Linked DNA regions of Callithrix jacchus: region 2 is linked to region 1. A link is a contact called in public Hi-C data. All regions are on one chromosome and are shown on one strand. Each heading gives the region's core, a stretch centred on a gene start, on an enhancer-like site or on the middle of the called end of the contact. The rest is flanking DNA. Distances are from core to core; before and after follow the strand shown.

Region 1 (7,325 bases), core at 3,786-6,285:
ATTCTCACTCATAGGCGGGTGATGTAAAATGAGAACACATGGACACAGAAAGGGGAGTACTAAACACTGGGGTCTATAGGGGGAAAAGGGGAGGGCCAGTGGGAGGGGGAGGTGGGGAGGGATTGCCAGGGGAGAAATACCAAATGTGGGTGAAGGGGAGAAAGCAAACAAAACACACTGCCCTGTGTGTACCTATGCAACTGTATTGCATGCTCTGCACATGTACCCCAAAACCTAAAATGCAATTAAAAAAAAAAAGAAAAAAAAAAAGAAAAAAGAAATGTCCTTTCTCCATCATTTAATCTATTGGTGAATGAAAAGAAACAGAGTTGAAAGGTGCCTTAGAAACCATGCAGGCTGATCTTCCATTGACAGATTTCTGTTTGAACATTTTTAGTAAAACAGAGGCAGTGCATCTCCTGGTCATAGCTTGAGTTACTTGAAAGTTTTCATTCCAGGCAAAAACCCTATCCTCGGTCTTCCAACTGTCCCATGCTATCCATTATTTGCATTGCCTTCTGGAATTCTTTACTCATTAATTCACTCAATAGATGTGTATTGAGTGCTTACTGTATGACTGGTAGCATGCAGGCTTTGATAATTCAAAACCAAATTTATGCTCCTTTCTTTTAAAGACTTGAAGTGTTCTACCCTTCAAAAGGCAGGAAATTTGGTCTTAGTCATTGCCATTAAATGTATCTTCAGCCCCTAGCACAGTGTGGGCATTTAGCAGGTGCTCAATAAATAGTTGAAAAGTGGGTGTAATGGTGAAAACAGACGAGAAAGACAATTTCACTATAAGAAAATGAATTACATTGAAGAGTCAAAGACCTTCTTCTGGGAGAACAGCCAGAAGCATATGAGTAGGGAAATATATGAGAATTGACCATGTTAAAGAATGGGGTAGGCGGTTTTCTAGAAGAGGAAATAGCATGCTTGAGACTCTTTAAACATGTAGAGGTGACAGTTTGCCAAAGTGTGGTAGACCAGTTGAATAGTGTCTGTCAAAAATTCATGTCTACTGAGAACCTAAGAATGTGAGCTTATTTGGAGACAGGGTATTTGCAGATATAATGGCTGGGAACCCAGAAGTTAAAAGAGGCAGGGGAAGATTCTTTCCTAGAGCCTTCGGCGGGAACATAGCCTTGATGACACCTTGATTTTGAACTTCTGGTCTCCAGAACTGTGGGAGAAAAACAATGTGCTGTTATAAACACTTAGTTTGTGGTAAATTATTATGAAAGTCCTTGGAAACAAATACAGAAAGTTTTTGTCAATGGAGGATTGAGGAGTGGGAATTTACACTGTCCCATGAAACTCATGATGGCTCTGTTATTGTAAATAAAGTAGGAATGCTTTAATCTGGTTTACCAGATGAACTGACACTCTTAGTGCCTTCTGTACAGGATGCTGATGGATACTCGTGCTTGACCTAACACTTTGTGCTGGTAGATTACTCTGTGGTTTGCCCAAATCCTACTTTCAGGAGCTGAGCTCTGTGCTTATCAAGAATTCTTTGCATTTGTTCCCAAGTCTGTTTTTGTCAATTGTACTTGTAATTTTAAATAATAATAATAATAATATATATATTTAATGAGTAAACTACAAGTGTGGATGAAGAGTTTTTTTTTTTTGCAAAATAAAACATTTTGCAAAGATTGAGGTATGGTTTAAAAATGGTAAAAAATAAGAAAATTTATGTAGTCAGATTGCTTTTAAAGTGTCCTAATGTTTTGTATATTAAAAAAAAATTAAAACCACCAATTGTAAATGAGGCATTTTAGGAGTGGTTTATACAAAATAAACTTTGAGGAAATTCAGGTAGTGGTTGCTCAGTTATACATCAGAGATGAACACATGAATGTACACTTACATATTTGACATTTAAATAAAATATTTAAGATATGTATTTTAACAGTTTTTTACTTGAACCAACTTTTGCACTTAATTTTTTCAATTGTATTGAATAAGAAAGTTTTTTTATTACACATTGCTAAAAAAGATTGGGTAGAAAGGTTAACAAGTGCTCTCTTCAGGTCTAATAAGAGTTTTCTTTCAATCATAATGAAAGTAGAGCAAAATTTCTTCTAACCTGACAAGTGGCTTTATGGCTTTAGAAGCTGGGATTTGGGTTCCTGGTGAAGGGGGACTTATGCTTCCTGCATAACTGAAGGGAGACTCATGTTTCCTAAATAAACAATATCTTAAATAGCGTCTTATTTTCCAGGCCTGGGAATCTGCTTATCTCAAGGTAATAGAGGCCGTTATAGAGAGAAGCAGAGATAGAAGCAGGTTCCTCTTTTACTCCATCGTGCTCTGTACAATGTGCTTTACAAACACAAAAGGAATTCTATGCCAGTCACTTTTCTCTTTCTTTATATTCCTCCTCCTGTTACATTTTCTCCTTTAGAATGTATCTTTCAGGTTCTAATTCTCAGTTGGCATATGCTCTGTCAGAATGTCATCTATCTGCAAGTTGGAATTGTCTTGTATGTGTATTTTTAGCTTATTAGAATTGCAAATTATATGTTGCTTGGATAAACATTAGTATTTGTTTAAGTTCTTTGAATAATAATCAATTGATTATTGAGGATATGGCCTTGACATAGGAAATAGGCCAAGTGATAGGGAAATTTAACTTGAATTTGAAATTTTGCCATGGATAATTCATCAATAAATAATTACAAAATTATTCCTCTGTCAGCAAACATTTTTAAAATGACTATCATATGCCAGGCACTGTGTTAAGTGCTATGTAAGATAAACATGATAAGAAAGATTCCGTCAGTCTTTTAAAATTCTGAGGATTTTATATTAGCATCTCTTTCTTCTGAGATCAAAACCAAGATTGCCAGGGACAGTAGCTGTAAGCCTTAAAACCCTGTTGGAATATTTAGTACCATATAAATATCAGTGGGAGAGACAGTGCTAAAATTTAGGTCTGAAGATACAGCAACACGCTTCCCATGTTTGAAATCACCAGTTAACTATTCAGGAGCATATAAAATGCCCGGGCATAATATTCCCTTTGAGTTAGTGTGGTGTGCTGTAAAGAACGTGATATAGAGAAAAAGAAGTGACTGTTTCTAGTTTTAGCTCATCCAGTGACTGGCTCTGTGACCTTGGGCAATTCACTCTGATTCTTGGGTCCCCATATTTCCCTTAGTAATGATTGGGCGAGGTTGTGTTTACAGTGTCTTCTAGTTGTAAAAATCTCATTTACTGTAGAATTTCAAGGCTGTTTGAAGGACCTGGAGCATCCTTTGTAGACTTTCTGAACTACTTCATTACACTCACCACACTGTGTGATATTTGAAAGCATAGTTTTTGTCATAGAGACATTACATGCTTTAATCTGTCTTCTTTCACCTTATTTGTACTCTTGTTGGAAAAGGAGGTGAAAAGAGGCCAGTATCTGCTTGCTGAGTTGACAAATAGTTGAAGGAATTAGAAATTCTTAGCCTGAACTAGCATGACTGATATGGTTTGGCTCTGTGTCCCCACCTAAAATCTCATCTTGAGTTGTAATCTCCATAATCCCCATGTGTCAAGAGTGGGACCAGATGAAGGTAATCAAATCGTGAGGGCAGTTTCCCCCATGCTTTGCTCATGATAGTGAGTCTCATGAGATCTGATTGTTTTGTAAGCATCTAGAATTTACTCCGCTTGCACTTACTCTGTCCTGCTGCCCTGTGAAAAATGTGCCTGCTTCTTCCCTTTCCTTTACAAATTATCCAGTCTCAGGCATTTCTTCATAGCAGAGTGAGAACGGACTAATACAATGACCAAGGGAGAAAGACAAAGCAGCATGGAGTATTTGAAGGTATGTCATTAAACACAGCACTCATGATTCAAAGAGTGGGACATGTGTTTTGTCTTCCAGAAGCTCCATTTGGTGAAGGAGACAGACACATGAGAAACAAGTGATGAGTCTGATATGATGAGGCAGGAAGGATTGGGTAATAGACGACTCCAGCAGAGATAAAATGGAAGTACAGGAGAGAAAGTATGTTTTGTTATTCCTTAGAGAGCAGAATGCTAATAGATGGATCAAAGTTACAGGGGGCAGATTTTTACTCAACCTAAGAAAGGATTCTCATTGTAATTTAAGTGATCCAACATTAGAGGGCACACCTCTTGGAAAGAAGTGGGAGACTATCTTTGCTTTCCACTAATTAAAAAGATGCTGGATGCATTTGTTAGAATCTGTGCCAGGTGGGAGGTTGGATTTGGTGATCTCTAGCTTATCTTTAGCAACTCAAACTTTGTAAGACACCTTTCGGTTGACCAAATAGCCTTCTTTCGTTGGATTCATCCTATAGGAGGCCACAGTGTAGATTTCATGTTATTAAATGAAAACCATCACTACCACCATCACAACAACAACAGAAAAATGAGAGTATCTTATTGAAAAAGAGAGCCATTATTTCCATGAGCATTGCTATCCCCATTAAATTGTTCCCATTGTGTGTAGACAGAAATGCACGATCCCAAACCAGGATAATAGATATAGAAAAAGTCCAGGAAAATGTAATTCCAGAGCAAATATTCGACTCCATGACTTCTGAAAAGGGGGATGCTGGAATGCAGCTTTCATAGAAGGTGGCTGTGATAGGATTTACTCCAAAGTGCTAAGCTAAGATTTCCTTTGAGGCTGTTGCCTTTAAGCTGCATGACTCACCAGCAAAATTCACAAAACAAAAATGTGATCACCAAGGATTATGCTGCCGTTGCTGGTAACATGCTGGCAATGATTGTAACAGGACTTGCCAAGCACACATTGACCCTCTGAGTCACATTGGTTCCCATGGAGATTAACACCATCAGCAGTGGGGACAGAAGCCCAGAAGTGCGATTGGTGTTAAGACAGAGAAGAGAAAAATGGCAGTATGATCCTCTAGAAATGCAGCAATTGGAATGAAAAAGGAGCATGGGCTGGCGTAGCTCAGGAGAGAGAATGACTTGTAACGGCATAGCAAGCTACTTCTCTAGCTCTTCCTGCAAATGGCTGGGGAAAAAGTGTACTTCCTGGCAGAGAGGCTACAATCTACTCTTATTTTTCTGGCTATTTCCAGCAAGTTCTCTTCTCTCCTTAGATAGCTTATCTCTTCAAAGGAGTGTGTCTGAGGTAAACTCACCATGGGCCAAGAGGTCCTGACTCTGGGACTGCACATCTGATTAACATATTGGGGCTTAGGGGTGGGAAGGGAACAGTTTACCTAGATAGATCTTGGTAGGTTTTAATGTTCATTCCAGATACAAATATTTTTTTACTTTTATTTTAAAAAACCTCACGACTTCAATTTCACAATGTATGCAGTTATTTCATATATTTTAATAGAGCAATTGGATTTCTGATAATTACAGTCTATTTTTCTTTGGAAGTTGTCAAGGGGGGGTGTGCTGGGCTGATGTCCCTCCCCCTCTTGTCCTTTGCAACACAGGTCTATTAGCACACTTTTATGCAGGCTGCAGCAGCCTTGCGTATAAGTTTATCCTTCTGGTGCCTGACTTTCCAGCCCTCTCCCATACAGAGAGTGAAAAAAGTCTGAAGACATACATATTTTCCAAATGCAATATAACATGCCTAGCTGAATCATGCTCAGCTCAGATGAATTAGGGTATGTAAGGTGAGCCATACTTTTTCTTGTCTCTTTTGTATCTGCAGCTGTGGAAAACGCCTGTTAGTTGCTGAACGATCAAATAGATGTAAGACGAATAACTGGCTCCTGGCAAAAATCGGATTAAATTGCCTCAAAAGTAACCAAGCTAAAATGACAACAGGTCACCCTAAAAAAGAAACAAGATAATGGCTTTCAAAGGAATGACAAAACACCTTTGGAGAAAATTAGAGTTAATAAGATATCTGAAGATGGAAAACAAGCCATCACCCTTCCAAATGTTAGCTGTTGATGACTGTTTCATTTAGTGGGAGATGCCACTTGGTATAGAGAAAAATGCACTGGGCTGTGCATAAGTACGGTCTCAGCTGTACCATGGACTGTTGGTGAGGTGTTGAGTACATGTCCCAAGCTCACTGAACCTCAGTTTACTCATCCATAAAATGAGGGCTTTTACCCACACAGTCTCAGAGCACATTCAGTGAGTGGTAGTGAGGATGATGGTGGTGGTGTTGAGGGTGACCACAGTGATCATGATGATAATGTAATGGTGACATAATGAGCATCGCATTAGTAAGGGTTTTCTAGAGAAGCAGAGCCAACCAATAGAATGTTCTAAGACATGCAGTTGGCAAATTGGAGACCCAAGAAGAGCCAATTTTCAGTTTGGATCTGAAGACAGGAAAAGACTGATACTCAGGGAAAGGTGAGTCTTTGCGTTCTATGCAGTATTTCGACCTATTGGATGAGGCCTACCATATTTAGGAATGCAATCTGCTTTACTCAGTCTTTCAATTCAGATATTAATTTTATCTAGAAGCACCCTTAGATACTTAGAATAATGTTTGACCAAGTATTTGAGAATTTCGTGGCCCACTAAGTCAACACAAAAAATTAACTACCACAATTATGATCTTCAAGGTATCTTGACCTTTAGTTTCAAATTCGGTGCTTCTAAAAAGGGTGCTCTTTTGTAAAGCGTTTTAAAAAACTTGCTTTTTGTAAAGGTTCTGCCTTATAGGAAGCTCAGAGTTTTGTATTCTTTTGCTTGGGGAAGCTATTTGAAACCAGAAACGTTGTGAAGCTTTTGGAATGTGCTTTGCAAAATCTTGTCTTCTGACCTCTTTCCTAATGACATCTAATCTCACTGTGCTACATTGTGTATATCGGAGAAACAGCCTAGCCTAGTGCCTAAGAGCTCAAGATTATCGTTATACTCTTGCTCTGCCACCCACCAGCTCGTACAACTTTGGGCAAGTTACTGACCCTCTGGGTTTCAGTTTCCTGGCCTGTAAAATGGGATGGAAATAGTGCCTATCTTATAGGGTTGTTGTGAGGATGACTTACGTTAATGCATGTAAAGTACATAGACTAGCACCTACCTGGCACAGGGTACACACCCTTTAACTATCAGATATTATATATCCAACTGAAAAATTAAAGATTTACAGTGGTACCACATTTCAGTCCTTTTCATTTATAAATTAATCTCTTGCGAAACTTACCAGAGAATATCTTTGATACTTTGTAGTTGTCAGCTCAGCTTCAGGATTTGTTCTCAAGTCTTCCTTGAAACGTGTGTGTGTGTGCGCGCGCGCGCGCGCGCTCGCGTGTGTAAGAGCCTCTGCTAATGAACGCTGATGCAGTACATCTGCCCACCAGATGGCGCAGTGCTCCTACGTTCAAAGGCTCAGCTACCCTGAG
Region 2 (6,753 bases), core at 4,253-6,752, 270 kb before region 1:
CTAGCCTGGGCAACGTAGTAGGACCCTTTTTCTATATGAAAAGAAAAGAAAAGAAAAAAGAAAAGAAAAAAGAAAAGAAAAAAAAGGAGGTAGATATTCCATTAATAATTTTGTATTGGCCATATGTTGAAATAATATTATTTTTGATATGTTGGGTGAAATTCTTATATTTGTAATAATGTAAAATATATGATAAAATTAATTTTACTTACCTTCTTACTTTTAGCAATTGTGCCTACTAGAAAACATGAAATACCCATATGGTTTGCATTACATTTCTATTGGATTGCTCTAGATTCGTCTGCATCCCTAAATGTCTTCATTCTATTTTTAGCTTCTGCTTCCTCACTCTGCATCATTGTTACTGGTAGGGACTGGGAAGGTCATCTGTTTTAGACCTTGAAATTTAAGAGGCAGTTCACAGAATGACTGTCATTTCACACTCAGGTGAGCATGGTCATAATTGGGCGCTCACAGGGGACTTGGCAGTTTAATGTCACTGAAGAAGCCTCCTAGGGGTCATGCCTCATTCATTCAACAAATATTTATGTAACAGCTTCTTTGTGATGGACGATTATGCCAGGTTATGGGACTATGTCTGGGAACAAGAAATAGTCACAGATATTGGGGAGCTTATAATCTGGCAGGGGCAGTGGACATTGCGATGGTTAATTTGTTTGTCCACTTGACTAGCTACAGGGGGGTTAGGCATTTGGTCAAACATTTTCTGGGTGTGTCTGTGAGGATGATTTTGGATGAGATTAAAATTTGAATTTATAGAGAAATTAAAGCAGATTCCCCCTTCTAAAGGTGTGTGGCGCTTGTCCAATTGGTTGAAGGCCTGAAGACAACAAGAAAACTGACCTAAGAGGGAACTTTTGGCCTGACTGCTTGAGTTGAAACAACAATCTTCTTTTTTTCTTATTTTTTCTTCTAAACTTGGATTTTTCTCCTATCTAATGTATCTAATATATGTGTGTGTGTGTACATATATATATATATATATATTTTTTTTTTTTTTTTTTGAGATAGAGTTTTGGTCTTGTTGCCCAGGCTGGAGTGCAATGGCATGATCTCAGCTTACCATAACCTCCACCTCCCCGGTTCAAGCGATTCTCTTGCTTTAGCCTCCCGAGTAGCTGGGATTATAGGCATGCGCCACCACATCTGGCGAATTTTGTATTTTTAGTAGAGACGGGGTTTCTTCATGTTGGTCAGGCTGGTCTCCAACTCCTGACGTCAGGTGATCTGCCTCCCTTGGCCTCCCAAAGTGCTGGGATTACAGGTGTGAGGCACTGTGCCCAGCCAAAACATCAATCTTCTATTCTTGGACTGTAACTTATACCATTGGCTCTCCTGGTTCTTAGGCCTTTGGATTTGGACTGGAATCACTCCAGCAGCTGTCTTAGGTCTTTAGTGTGGCAACTGCAAATCTTGGGATTCCTCAGCCTCTATAGTTATTGATATGATTTGGCTCTGAGTCCCCACCCAAATCTCATCTCAAATTGTAATCCCCACATGTCAAGGGAGGGATTGATTAGATCATGGATCGGTTTCCCCATGCTGTTCTTGTGATAGTGAGTGAGTTCTCATGAAATCTGATGGTTTTATAAGTGTCTGGCATTTCCCCTGCTGGAACTTCTCTCTCCTGCCACCATGTGAAGAAGGTCCTTGCTTCCCCTTCCACCATGATTGTAAGTTTCCTGAGGCCTCCCAGCCATGTGGAACTGTGAGTCAATTAAACCTCTTTCCTTTATAAATTACTCCATCTCACGTATTTCTTTATAGTGTTGTGAGAACGGACTAATATAGGTATGTAAGCCAGCTCCTTATAATAAATCTCTCTCCCTCTCTCTGCCTCTCATCTATGTATGTATGTATCTATCATCTATCTCCTGTAAGTTCTGTTTCTTTTGAGAACTTTGACTAATATAGACATTAAACAAACAATTTATATGCTGAATAATTATGTAACTACTGCTTGGGAGTGTAGTTGTGGTGTGCAGTGAGGGGATGTAGAAATATCTAGGGGTTGATCTAGTCCAAAACCCTCTGGATTACCCTAGGTTCTGGCCTTTTCCTAAAGAGTCTTGGTCCACTCAGTCATCTCCCACAATTTGGCTGTCTTCTTCAGTCCTCAGGACAAGAAATGACTCAGCCAGATCCCTACCCTATGTCTGACCCAGGATGGAAAACTTTCTCCTTATGCCTTTGTCAGTCTTGACTTCAGGTAAGGAAGACCAGAAAAATGAAATCTGCTCTATTTTGAAAGTTTTCTTCATTTCCTTTTTATTTATTTAAATTTATTTTTTATAAGGTGAATTGATGAAAACAAACACCTTTAACACCTCGACCCCTTGGTATTCTACACATTTCCTGCAGTTTTGATGGCGAAACTAAAAAGTCAGCATTCTTCATATCCTTCAGCACTGTTCTTGCAGTTCTAGTCTTGCATTACTGGTGGAGAGCCTGGGGTTGGAGATGGGGGTTACATTGTAAGGGAAAGTGCATGGTTTGGATGTGGTGAGAGTATAATGAGATTAGCGTACATGTCCATCTGTCTATCCACCATCCGTGTAAACATGGGTAAGACATTCAAAGTTACCTAACCACTGCTTCCTTGTTTAGACAGTGGGACTCATACCATATACCTGGTGGGTTTCTGGGAGAATTAGAGATAAAGTACAGAAAGCACCTTGCACCATTCTGCCATATAATAGATGCCCAGTAAGTAGTCTCTACTGACATTTTTCCTTGTTCCTTGGCCCTAGGCTGGTCAGGTTGTCAGAGGAACAGAATTTGAGTACCTGATTAGAACAATGTTCTGGTTATTTATGACTGCGTAATATATGATTTTTTTTTTTTTTTTTGAGACGGAGTTTCGTTCTTGTTACCCAGGCTGGAGTGCAATGGCGCAATCTCGGCTCACGGCAACCTCCGCCCCCTGGGTTCAGGCAATTCTCCTGCCTCAGCCTCCTGAGTAGCTGGGATTACACCGTGCCCAGCTAATTTTTTGTAGTTTTTAGTAGAGACGGGGTTTCAACATGTTGACCAGGATGGTCTCGATCTGTTGACCTCGTGATCCACCCGCCTCGGCCTCCCAAAGTGCTGGGATTACAGGCTTGAGCCACCGCGCCCGGCCAATATATGATTTTAAACTTAGGAGTGTAATATATTATTATGTACATGAATCCTATGGGTCAGGAATTTGGGCAGTGCATGCGTGGGTGACTGTCTCTGCTCTACCATGTCTGGGTCTTCAGTAGGAAGGCTTGAATGGTTGGGACCTCGAATCATCTAGAGGCTTCTTCACACATAACTGGCTGGAATGACTCAAAGGCTGGGCTCAGTTGGGACCATTGAACAAAGCACCTATACCTAGCCTCACCCCATGGCTTGGGCATCTTACAACAATGCAATTGAGCTGTGAGAAGGGGAATCTTGAAAGGGGTGTCTGAAAGTGAGCATTTCAAAGGAGCAAGGCAGAAGTTGTAAGCCTTCTTTGATCTTGCTTTGGGAGCCACACAGTGCTGTGTATTCTGTTTCTCTTGTGACAGCTGAGTTACTAAGGTCAGCGTCGATTCAAGCTGAGAGCAATAGATTCTAGCAGCAAGGCCATGTTGCAGAAGAGCATGTAGGATGGATGATATTATGAAGGCTATCTTTGAAAAATGTCATCAGCTACAAGAACGACCTACATCAGACTCCTTTAGACTTATTTGTTGGGCCTCTCAAAAGGGAATAGTGGAGCCCAGGAATTTGAGACCAGCCTGGGCAGCATAGTGAGACCCCCATCTCAATTACAAAAAAAGGAACAGTGCACTGTTCTGAAAGGTAACAATCACATTGTTTATGTCAATGTATCTTCAGAGAACAAGTTTCAGCAACAGTGTTGAGATTTGCCTGAGGTCACACTGTAAGTTGATAGTGAATTAGACCCTGAAATTTCAGGTATTGACTATATTCAAAATTATAGTGTACATTTTTTTTGACATAACAGCTTTATTGAGATATAATTTATATACCATGGAATTTTCTCATTTAAAGTGTATAATTCAGTGTTTTAATATATTCGCAGAGATGTGCAACCTTCATTACAATCAATTTTAGAATATTGTCATTGCCTCACCTGGAAATGAAATACTTAGAATAACAAACAGCTGAGTTTCAGCCAATCACAAACAACTATTAATAGGATTCAGCCAATCGCAGCAGCCAGTTCATTGCACCATGCCCAAATAAGGCAGATGCCCAAGTGTGGCCCATCAGGTGACTTCTTTGCTTTGCTTGCCTGTTCAGCCTTTAAAACCTCTGCCCAAACTTCTGGACAGGCTTCTCTGAACCTTTTCTGGTTCTGAGTGCTGCCAAATTAATGAATTGTTTTTTGCTCAAATAAACTTAATTTGCCTAAAATTTTTTTTTGCTAACAGTAATATTGGGAGAATTGAACTCACTGCAAAAATGTCTAGCATATGTTCTGTTTAGCTCCTAAAAATAAGATTGACATTTCATTTAAACTTATCAACAAATACAACTCCAAAACACATATGCCCTAATCATTCTCTAGTAGCTGTTCTTCAAGGACAGAGATGAGTTTTTAATGAAAGTGATTTAATTCTTCTTCACAACATCCCTGGGGATGGCATGGGGGAAGCTTTAAAAAAAAGTCAGATTTTATTGAAAACCCTGTCTGAAAAAATAGAATTGAGATACACTACCACTCCTCTCAACACCAAAATCTCCTAGATGTGGGAGATCTTGCTTAGTCAACCCTCATTTGGAACAAGAGTTTGCATTTGATCACATCCAGTGATGCCATATACTTTTATCCTTTTCCTGGAGGCCCACTTTACTGTCATGTTACAGATGAGGAAACAGCCCAGAGGAGCCAACAGACTGAAGATCCAAATCCTCTTTCCATGCTCCACACAGATCTGTAAAGTGAGTGACATTGACCCTAAGCCTGCCATCCACACCATTCCAGACCCCAAAGACTTATCTGATGTTTATTTTCACACCTATTGGAGACTTTATTTCATTTGCCCATGGTAGTTCTCTTTCTAGAAGTTTCTTTATTAAGATGAAAAAATTCAGGCCCTATTACCAGGCCTCAAAACACAAAACAACTGCTCATTTTCCTGAGCTGCTGCGTGAGTAGGTGATTCCCGGTGTTGCTGTGCCTGAAAACCCACCGCCAATGACAGCGCCCGGTGCTGTGGAGTCGCACGCGGCGCCCCTGCTTTCTAGGGCTCCGGCCAGCGGACGAGCGCGCGGTAGCAGCGCATTCCCGGACATGCCCAGTAGATGGCAGCATTGTGCAGCCAATGCGTCCTCTCGCAGCTAGAGTCTCCCTTTTCCCTCTCCCCCTTTCCTGGGCTCCGCGGTGAGGCTCAGGTACTCGCGCCGCCCTGCTGCCTGCTGTGCCCCGCCATCTCCAGATGGTCCGTACCTGGCGGGTCACGACGAGTATGAATCCAGAGCATAGGCTAAGATTCAGGGATTTTTGCGGCTCCGGGCATAACGTTGCTTTGGATAATTGGTCCGGTTAACGTGACCAAAGAGAAGTGCAGAGGAGGATCAACGTCCCCGTCGCCGTGATGTCCTCCCCGACTCCTTTCGCGCAGTGAGCTTTATTTTTAGAGCCCCCCGCGCCTGTTAGCCGCTCACGCTCGGGTTCCTAGAGCAGGGGGACTTCACGTGTGGTGTGATGCCGACTGTCGCCGGCAGAGGGCATCATCGTCACGCGCTGCGCAGGAGCCAGCGGGGAAGGCGGCGGGCTATTCTTTGCGGTCCGCGTCCTACGCGTGACCTTGGGACCCGCAACCGCCTGTGGCGGGCGGCATTGCCTCTTCCGACTGTGGGGAACACGGTGCTCCCGATGGCCTCTTCTTCGGTCGCTCCCACACTTCTTGAACCTCATCTTTTTCTTAATTGATCTATAGAACTGGCGCTTGCTCCCTTCCTCCAAACTCTGTCCCACCTTGGCTGGGTTCTGGTTCCGAAACCTCTTTCTCTCTGGCTGTTCCTTTCTGTTTTTCAGGCATTTCCTTCCTTTGCCAATCCTTTAAATGTCCCTGGTCCCAGGATTCTTTGTTCCTCTAAGATTCACTCTGTGCACCCCTGCAGAGTGTGTCCCAAACCCACCGCCATCCTCTTCACTGCCTTGTCTTGATGACAACCACATTTGAATCTCCAGTCTATCTTTTGAGCTACAGACCCATTTCTTCATTTTGCCAGGTCAATAGGGATCGCTTGGAAATAATGCTTAGAAAGCAGCCTGTCTAAGAGCTACTATTCCATTGAGGATGGCAGGCAAGGTTGCCTTCTGTCTAGCAATGCTTTGAATAACAAGTGCTTTGCTTCCTTCCAGCCAGCTGGTGCTTCTCTCTGAAGCCGTCTTCAAGCAAAAAAAAAAAAAAAAAAAAAAAAAAAGAAAATTCTTTAGTGCTTACCTAGAGATACAGTCACCAAATTTAACTGCCCCCCGCCGCCCCCCGCCGCCCCTCACCATTCCCCTCCTCTGCTGAGAAAACCACGCCAGCCCACAGGACCGAAACCTCCTTTGCCAGCTCCCTCTGATTGAACCTGAGCAGGAGACCTACCTTAAGGCCACAAAAATGCGTAGGCAATGTGCCAGTCAGAGTCTTTCGGGATTTTGGGACTAGAATGTTGAAAAGAATGGTCTGGTGAAAATATGGAGAGCTGCGCTGAAGAGTCTGTAGGCCAAGGGGTGTATAAAGATGAGTTGCCTGA

Evidence for each region. Hi-C and Micro-C count contacts between places; a contact is called where the count stands out from the background.
Region 2: a Hi-C map of skeletal muscle shows a contact between it and region 1, with 16 times the contacts expected there. The contact joins two enhancer-like sites. A contact is called at or near these places in 2 of 3 Hi-C or Micro-C datasets (induced pluripotent stem cells and skeletal muscle).

What each region holds. Positions count from the first base shown.
Region 1 is chr3:139,343,726-139,351,050 of calJac240_pri, reverse strand. No RefSeq gene overlaps it. Among named protein-coding and RNA genes, the nearest start is that of IGFBP7, 320 kb to the left of the region's middle. Within about 2 kb of position 5,035, at least 5 of the 16 cell types and tissues checked have an H3K27ac peak or open chromatin away from gene starts, as enhancers often do.
Region 2 is chr3:139,616,655-139,623,407 of calJac240_pri, reverse strand. No RefSeq gene overlaps it. Among named protein-coding and RNA genes, the nearest start is that of IGFBP7, 48 kb to the left of the region's middle. Within about 2 kb of position 5,502, at least 9 of the 16 cell types and tissues checked have an H3K27ac peak or open chromatin away from gene starts, as enhancers often do.